Linked DNA regions of Mus musculus: region 1 is linked to region 2. A link is a contact called in public promoter capture Hi-C data. All regions are on one chromosome and are shown on one strand. The core of a region is the stretch at or near the end of the contact, and the rest is flanking DNA. Distances in the headings are between cores, read along the strand shown. Region 1 holds the start of Rangrf (RAN guanine nucleotide release factor). Region 2 holds the start of Tmem95 (transmembrane protein 95).

The links. Capture Hi-C pulls out chosen DNA fragments and counts their contacts.
Region 1: a promoter capture Hi-C map of adipose tissue shows a contact between it and region 2. The contact joins the promoter of Rangrf here to the promoter of Tmem95 in region 2. A contact is called at or near these places in 1 of 39 promoter capture datasets (pre-B cells), 1 of 115 datasets of contacts at active chromatin or transcription factors (bone marrow-derived macrophages) and 1 of 9 other capture datasets (adipose tissue).

Annotation. Positions count from the first base shown.
Region 1 is chr11:68,972,059-68,975,977 of GRCm38.p6, forward strand. It overlaps Rangrf (RAN guanine nucleotide release factor), which reads right to left and starts at 1,797. Exons shown (of 5, transcript NM_021329.3): 1 at 1,584-1,797; 2 at 1,383-1,499; 3 at 1,059-1,215; 4 at 885-970; 5 at 426-683. The coding sequence starts at 1,660. The coding sequence ends at 563. It overlaps Slc25a35 (solute carrier family 25, member 35), which reads left to right. Exons shown (of 5, transcript NM_028048.2): 5 at 1-457. The coding sequence ends at 65.
Region 2 is chr11:69,876,467-69,879,954 of GRCm38.p6, forward strand. It overlaps Tmem95 (transmembrane protein 95), which reads right to left and starts at 1,589. Exons shown (of 7, transcript NM_001195710.2): 1 at 1,381-1,589; 2 at 1,074-1,130; 3 at 833-913; 4 at 715-735; 5 at 495-575; 6 at 321-408; 7 at 1-248. The coding sequence starts at 1,552. The coding sequence ends at 218. Kctd11 (potassium channel tetramerisation domain containing 11) reads right to left here. Exons shown (of 1, transcript NM_153143.4): 1 at 1,798-3,488. The coding sequence ends at 3,046.

The DNA.
Region 1 (3,919 bases), core at 547-3,046, 900 kb before region 2:
ACACTATTCTCTCCCTCTTCTTCTGGGATCAGCTGCGCTCCTTTTACAACACATATGCTAAATAACAATCACTCTCTTGTAACTCCAGATCAACACTCTTTGGGCACCTCTGCCTCTACTTCCTATCACAGTGACTGCTGACAGATTGACCTCTCAATGCCCCTAAGGGGGACAGCCACGCCCACTCCTCTGTTCTCCTAGGGTTGAGTCACTGAGTGGGTCTTGCTTTAAATTTTTCCACAAATCCCCCGATATATTTCATACCCATCTCAGGGTTGAATCAGTCACTCCAAAGTATATTTCTACTGCCATTCTTGGGTTCCCCCCAACTCCCTGCTCCTATACACAGCTTTAACTCCCCCCCCTTCCAAGACCAAAGGGAACTGGGAGACCCAGGTGTCCTCTTAGATTTGAAGGCACAGAAATTATGTTCTTCATAAAGCAAGTTTATTTCTGCAGAGGAAGTGTCTTATGTTTACATCCAGGGAAGAAGCAGAAAGAAACTCCCCCTCTCAGAACTGGGTCCCCGAGTCCTCAGTAGCACGTTGTGTCTCAACGATCTTTACTGGGGACCAAAGAGGTTGGGATCATGAAGAGTCAAACTAGTTACCAGCTGTTCAAAGTTACTCAGGCTCCAAGGTGGACATGACAGATTTTCAGGGCCAAGAGACCTGCTGTGACACCTTAGGGTAAGGGAATAGAGGGAGAAGGAAAATGGTCCGGCTTGAGGTTTGCAAGATCACACTTCCTATCCCCCAGAAGACCTGACCCTCCTCCCCCAAAGCCTGTGGCTTATTTCTGCTTCCTTGAAGGAATTTGACCCACCCAACTTAATTGTCGTGGGGACCCAATTGGGAGGTTCCCACCCGCTCTTTCGTCCTTACGGGGGCTGATTGAAGGTGAGCAAAAGATCAGTCTGATACTGGGGCAGCCGCAGCAAGGCCTGATGCAGTGTGACATCCTTTGCTACCTAAAGGGATCAGAATCAGCATGCTTACCAGGATACCTGGAGTTATCCCTCCCCGACTCCAGGGCGTCCCATTCGCCATAGCCCTCACCTGCTGGTTTTCTTTAGCTACCTGCTGCTTGCCAGAAAGGGACCAGGCATCCTGACAGCAGCCTCTCAGGGATAAGTTCTCCAAACAGAGAGGCTGCACAGATAGCACGTGCACAGCCCTAGCCCCCTGCACCCGGCCAACGTCCTCAAAATGGTACCTGGCATGGGAGGAACAGTGGTAAGGAGGAGCATGTCTGAATAACCCAGCCCCACCCTCGAGCCTGGTCTGCTATTGCCCTTGGGAGTTTTCGTCCTGAATAACCGTCCAGCCACAGACCCCGCCCACTTTCTCGGCTCCCGGCCTCCCGTTGGCTAGCTTTCTCACCGCGCAGCCGCTTCGCCCTGCACGTGGGCCTGCAGCTCCAGAAGTTCTATGATCAGACTCTGGTCGGTCACAGGATGGCAGAAAACTTCTTGGTTGTCTGGCACCGGTCGGAGGTCACTGGAGAGGGACAGGGAACCCTCTTGTCTCTGGCTTTTTCCCATAACCCACCCGATCGGCCTCCGGGGAGGCTGGCTTTCTCACCTCACATCAATGGCCCCTGTAGGGAGGATGGCGGAGAAGGCGCCTCCGAACAGTGGACAGTTTCTGTTGGGCTCCATAGATCTAGTACTTGAGTCTGGACATTAGCGAGGTTTTAAAGAAACCTACATGAGCCTTTGAGACATCATTTCCCCTGGTGTTCCCGGAGCACCCACTACCTCCTCCCGTCCTACTAAGCAATGGGACCTTTAAGATCTGGTCACGCCCTGCGAGCACGCTGACCAATCGGCGCCCGCGCTTCGGGGGCGGGGCTATCCTTGGGGGCTAGTCTCTGAAGCCCGGCTCTTTGGAAAGACCCAGGACCGCTGGGGTCTGCTTTGCAGTTGTACTTGAGTTTAGGGTTGGTGATGCTAGTGATGGGTTAATCCCTCGTGCCCACTTGCTCCTTCATTGTAAAGGAGTTATACCTTCTAAGAAGGTCACTTGAGACCGCCCTTAAGGACAGTTGTTCAGTTAAAGGGCGGGTTGTGGGACCACTTGACTCCAGTGGAGCGACAACCAGACCACTAACTCCAGGATCTAATGCTGGGACTTGGGGAAACAACAGGCCCAGGTGTGGGTCTAGGTTAAGATTCAGACCTCAAGCCTTGATACCTAACCCGAGGATTACGGTTCTAATCCCCTCAAATCTTCCCCTAGGGAGGGCAAGGGGAAGCTCTCTCCCACACCTGAGCCAAAGCACAGATTAAACTATTGTTTTTCCTTTACGGATTTTTAGAGTGTTCTTTTTAAGTATTTGTTCAACTTTTATCCTCCCAGTTAATTTCTCCATTCATCCTTGATCTCTTGCACCTGGCAAAGTGTTTGGCACATAATAGGCCTGGTGGTATACTGCTGCACTGCGGGATGAATCTAGATGCCTGGAGTCCATGAGGCCACCCATGCTCTCATGGATTTTACACCCAGCTGAGAACCGGGCAAAGAGGTTGATTCTCACCTCGACCAATGAACCCTCATAATTTACTGAATTGGAGGCAAGGGTCACGTGCCTCAGAGTGCAGCTCATTTCCTTCGTGAGCCTGACAATACAAAAGTCCACCTCGCCAAGGTGTAAAAGTACCAGTGGAACTCGCTTTGCGTCTTGAAGTTTGATTTACAGAGCTCTTGGGGGCATCCTAGAGATGTTCTAGCCGGGACATAGGTGTAGAAACTTAGCACAGTGTGTACTCTAGGAAATGCAAATATGCAAGGGGGAGGGCAGGCAGATGGAGTCAGGGAGTTGTGAAGATGGTTAAGGATGGAGGATTTTGCTTGTCCACTTACTGTTTGCAATGCTAGGGATTGAGCCCAGGGGCCTCTACCATTAGATTCTCTCTCTCCTTCTCCCTCTCCCTCCCTCCCGTAACTGAACCTTAGCCTCTTAAGTGTACTCAGTATGTGCCCCCACCCCGGCTATCCTGGAACTCACTCTGTAGACCAGGCTGGAGTCGAATTCAGAAATTCTGCCTGCCTCTGCCTCCCGAGTGCTGGGATTAAAGGCGTGCGGTGACTCCTTCTTACTGTAGGCATCTGGCTTCTCTCTGAACTTTTCCTCATCTCTAAAGCACTGTTAGGAGTGAAGTGTGGCCACGTGTGGTGGCTCACGCCACATGGCACATCCAGCACTGAAGAGACAAAAGCAGTCAGATCTGTAGTTTGAGACCAGCCTGTTTCTTGTTTCTACATAGTGAGTTGCAGGTCAGCTAGGGTTATATATTGAGACCCTTCCTCAGGCAAGAGAAGGAGGGAGGGAGGGAGGGAGAGAAGAGACAAGATGTGGGTGTGCTTGATCAATCTGTTTCGGGGGGGGGTATCCTGTAACTAGTTTACTCTGTAAGAGAAGGGGTGCAGCCCCCATGGAATAGAAGGAGCTGGCCATGAACGTCTCTCCATGTAGACCTTTCTGTCTCTCCTCCTCACCAGGAGCAACAACAGCTTGAATAGCTTTGTACACAGTCAGGCAGATCAGAAATCCTTGGGTAGGGACCTCCAAGGACATAAATGCTATTAACAAGTTCATAACACTAAGTACCAGGAATGGAGCCCTGTAATGAGCCAGAGGGAGGAGAAAGTTTCTTCAGCTTTCCTCTTAGGATTTCCTGGCGCACCTCAAGTTCTGCAGTGGACTAAGATAGCTGGAGACCTCAGCTTTCTCCAGTCTCTGGGTTCTTGGGATATGACAAGGGTGGGGAGCAGAGATGTGCCAAGGCCCAGGGCCAGATCTCTCCTTGGAGGGTGGGGTGGAAGACCAGCTTGTCTTGGCAGATCTCTATATCCCCACTGTTGATTCACCATCCCTCCCTTGGTATCTGCCATCTCTTGTGCTCTTCTCAATGCTG
Region 2 (3,488 bases), core at 339-2,838:
TGATTGGTGGAACACAGAAAGGGAGGGACTTTCCAGCTGTGGGTGCTTGGGTTCCTGGAGGCCATCTGACACGAATATTGATAGCAGAAGTCTGAGGTTTAGGGTCTGAAAGACTGAGGCTTTGGGGCTGGGTCTAAAAAGTGTTCCCACCCTAAGGGATGTGGAAATTGTGGGCACAGATTTCTTAGAGCTGGGGCTGGAAAAGCTGTCCTCCTCTTCACAAGTCTTTTGCTTGCAGGTTCAGGTACCTGAAAGGAGACAGAGGATGGGAGGCCTGAAGAGAATCAGGGAAGGGGGTTGGGAAGATCCCCACAACTCACTCCACTTGGAGGCTCACAACACCCGAAAGCAGGACAATTCCGAAGATACATAGGAGCAGAATCCTAGCGTCCCACAGATCGTGACTGTCTGCAAGGAACCCAGGAGACCGTGGATGATCCTGTGGATCACACCAGGGAACCTAGGGGGCCTTAGGAGGGTGAGGATTAAAGAACCTGGGTAGCAGTGCTTTTGGGGCCAACAAGACTCCTCCTTGCCCTCGCAGGTGGAGCAGTTGTACAGGATGGTGCTGCCCCCTGCAGGAGACAATAGGAGCAGCGCTGGCAAGCGAAGCCACCGCCTCCAACCCCTTCCTCCCAGCCGCCCAAGCTCCTCAGGCCGTCGCCCTACTCTCTTCGCTCCCCAGGGGGCTCCACGGCCTTTTCTTTTACTCACGGCAGACAGGAGCACAAAGAGCTGCAATGAAAAGCAAGGAGCAGTGGCTGACTTGTTCAGTCATGCCCCACGGGGCTACAAATCCTAGGCGTCTCCTTGGTACCCTCCCCATCAATACCTTCCCTGGTGTACTGGGGGATCCTGGTCTTCTGAAGCCATTGCCAGTATAATGGAATCAAGGAGGTGGATCCTTTTTTCTCTGGAGAGGCACAGCACAGCTATATTGCCCTAGACCTCATCGGAGCTGCCTTCCAGGCCCCCTCCCAGATCGGTCCCTCTCTTCACCTCCCCTCCCCCCATATCCCGTCTCGTCTTGGGTCTTCCTAAGTCTCAAAGTGTCCGTTTTCTCCAGACCTCACCTATGACTCTCAGGACTCGGTGAGTTTTCTCTGTGACTTGCTTCATTGAGACCTCATCTGTGGAGATGGACAAGAAGGAGCTAGAGTAGGCTCTAGAGTTTTGGGGGGTTTTGTGTTGTCTTTTGTTTTTTTGTTTTCCTATTTCCTAGGGCACAGAGTTCTTCCAAAGAGAGAGAGAGGCTAGTGTGTCCAGAAAGGGCTATGGACTGAAGCAATGGCTGAGATGCACAGCTAGGAGCTCGGGCGCCAGCCCCCTTAGGATCCAGTGGTGACTATTGCTGAGCTAACCTTGCATATCTGATATTACCTAAGGCAAAGGCCGAGAAATCTGGGGAAGCCCATTCCTTCCATTTCCACTTCGGCTTCGTCTGGTTATTGAGCTGAGCCAGGCGGTTTGCCAAGGCATGATCTTGGAGACGACAGAAGATACAAGCCTTGGCCACGGCCAAGAAAGCCCCACCCAGAGCCAGCACCCACATGAAGCCTGCTGGGGTATGGAAGGAGTTGGACCCCCTCAGACCAGGGAAGAGTCAGAATTCTCTGAGATCCAGATTCTGACCCTTCATGTCGGAGGTTCTAGACTGATCCAGAACAATGCCATTGTCTTACCCCTCGGCTCCGGTAGAGCCACCCCTGGGCCCCCAAGAACTGGAGGCTAAAACGTATCTCTAGGACGGATAAATCAGGGTTTCTGTTGCAAGGGGATAGTGGCCTTTACACGTCATGGTTCTGAAAGCAATTTATTTTTCTTCTTGTAAGTCACAGTGATAGATGAATGACTCCACCCAATGATGACCATGTTTATGTGTGTATCCCATCCGCCCAGGAACCCAGAAATGCTATCCTTCCCACACCCTCCCCGACTCTCCCAACTCTAGCTCCTGGCTGCCCAGGACAGCCTTAGGCCTTCCTTACCCAGCTATTTCCTAGCAACAGGCTCATGGTTGTCTCAGCAACCAAGAGCTCCCAGAGGTCTCAGAGGCCCAGCTAAGCCCAGAGGCTTTTACCTCTCATAGGAAGGGCCTAGTGTGACTCAAACTCAAACAAGGCCCTCCTGCCTACGTGGCAGCGCAGGCATAAACACACATGCAAACACACACACACACACACACACACATACACACACACCCTATGATTAAACTAAATCTGAATCTGCTTTTACACATACCACAGAAGTACCTGAGCCTGGAGAGTTTCTAAGCAACCCCAAACAGGCCTGGACAGGCCAAGATCACAGAAGGACCAATACACAAGCACAGGAGTCAGCAACACTGATGGGAACCAAGACAGCAGGGAGCCAGGCAGCATCAGATCTATTGACTGGCAGGCGCACACACATGAAAGAGGCCTCTGGACACCATGGTCCAGCCCCACTTCCATACAGGATCCTCTGGAATTCCAGAAGGGAGCTCTAGCCCCCGTGTTGATGGAGGTTCTCCTTGCTCCCTATGTCACCCTAGGATGGAGTGTCCCACAATAGGTGGCTTGGAACATAGTAAAGAAACCTCCCAGAGAGTCCTGGCCTCTTAATGGTTACTGTAGGATAAGATGTCAGCTCCAGTAAAGGAAACCACAGTCTAGGGAGCAGGTTACATTTGATAAGTCAAAGTCCTCCCACCTAGTGCTCAACCCGCCAGAGCTCTGCTAGGTTTAGCCTGGGCAAAGAGGTGCTATCTTACTTTGCCACACTTCTGAATACAGAGGACCCATCCTCAAGCAAAAACAGGCTAGAGAATCCACGATGCTTTCCCAGGATAAGCCCCCGCGTAGACCTTCTGGACCATTCGTGAGTCTTGTGGGGTGGAAGGGGGCAGCTCGATCTGGGAACCCCAGCTCTAGGCTCTGGCCAGGTATGGTGGAATCCCTGACTTTCATAGCTACCACACCAGTACTAGAAAGAGGTTTTAGAAGAGCCACAGGCCCCTTGGCTGACTCATCCCCCTCCTCTGCAGTCAAGTGGAGGGCAGCACCCTCAGTGGCGCACAAAGCGCAAGGATCTAGAGTTCAGAAGGTCTTCAGGGTCTGGGAAGACAGAGTCCAGGCGGAAGCCATGTTCCAGAGCCACCCGTAGCACCTCCTCCAGGAATGTAGGCGTGTTCGCTACCTCCCGACGATCTTCTGGCCCCCCAGTCCACAGTGGCTGCAGCCCCAGTCTTTGATACTCTACTTCAGGGAGTTCCTGGGGGCGGGAGGCCCACTCTAGCCGAAAATGTGGACCTCCTTCTGCCCTGTCCCCAATGGCCACACCAAATCTGTTGCGCATGGCAGCCAGACACTCAGGGTCAGTGCAGAAGAGGTTGGCTCGGAAGGTGTCCACCTGGACAGAGCTCAGCTCATAGTGGTGGGGGCCCCTTCGAGCGGAGAAGTGCACCTGGCGGGGGCTGACATCTACATCTGCATGGAGTAGGGCGGCTG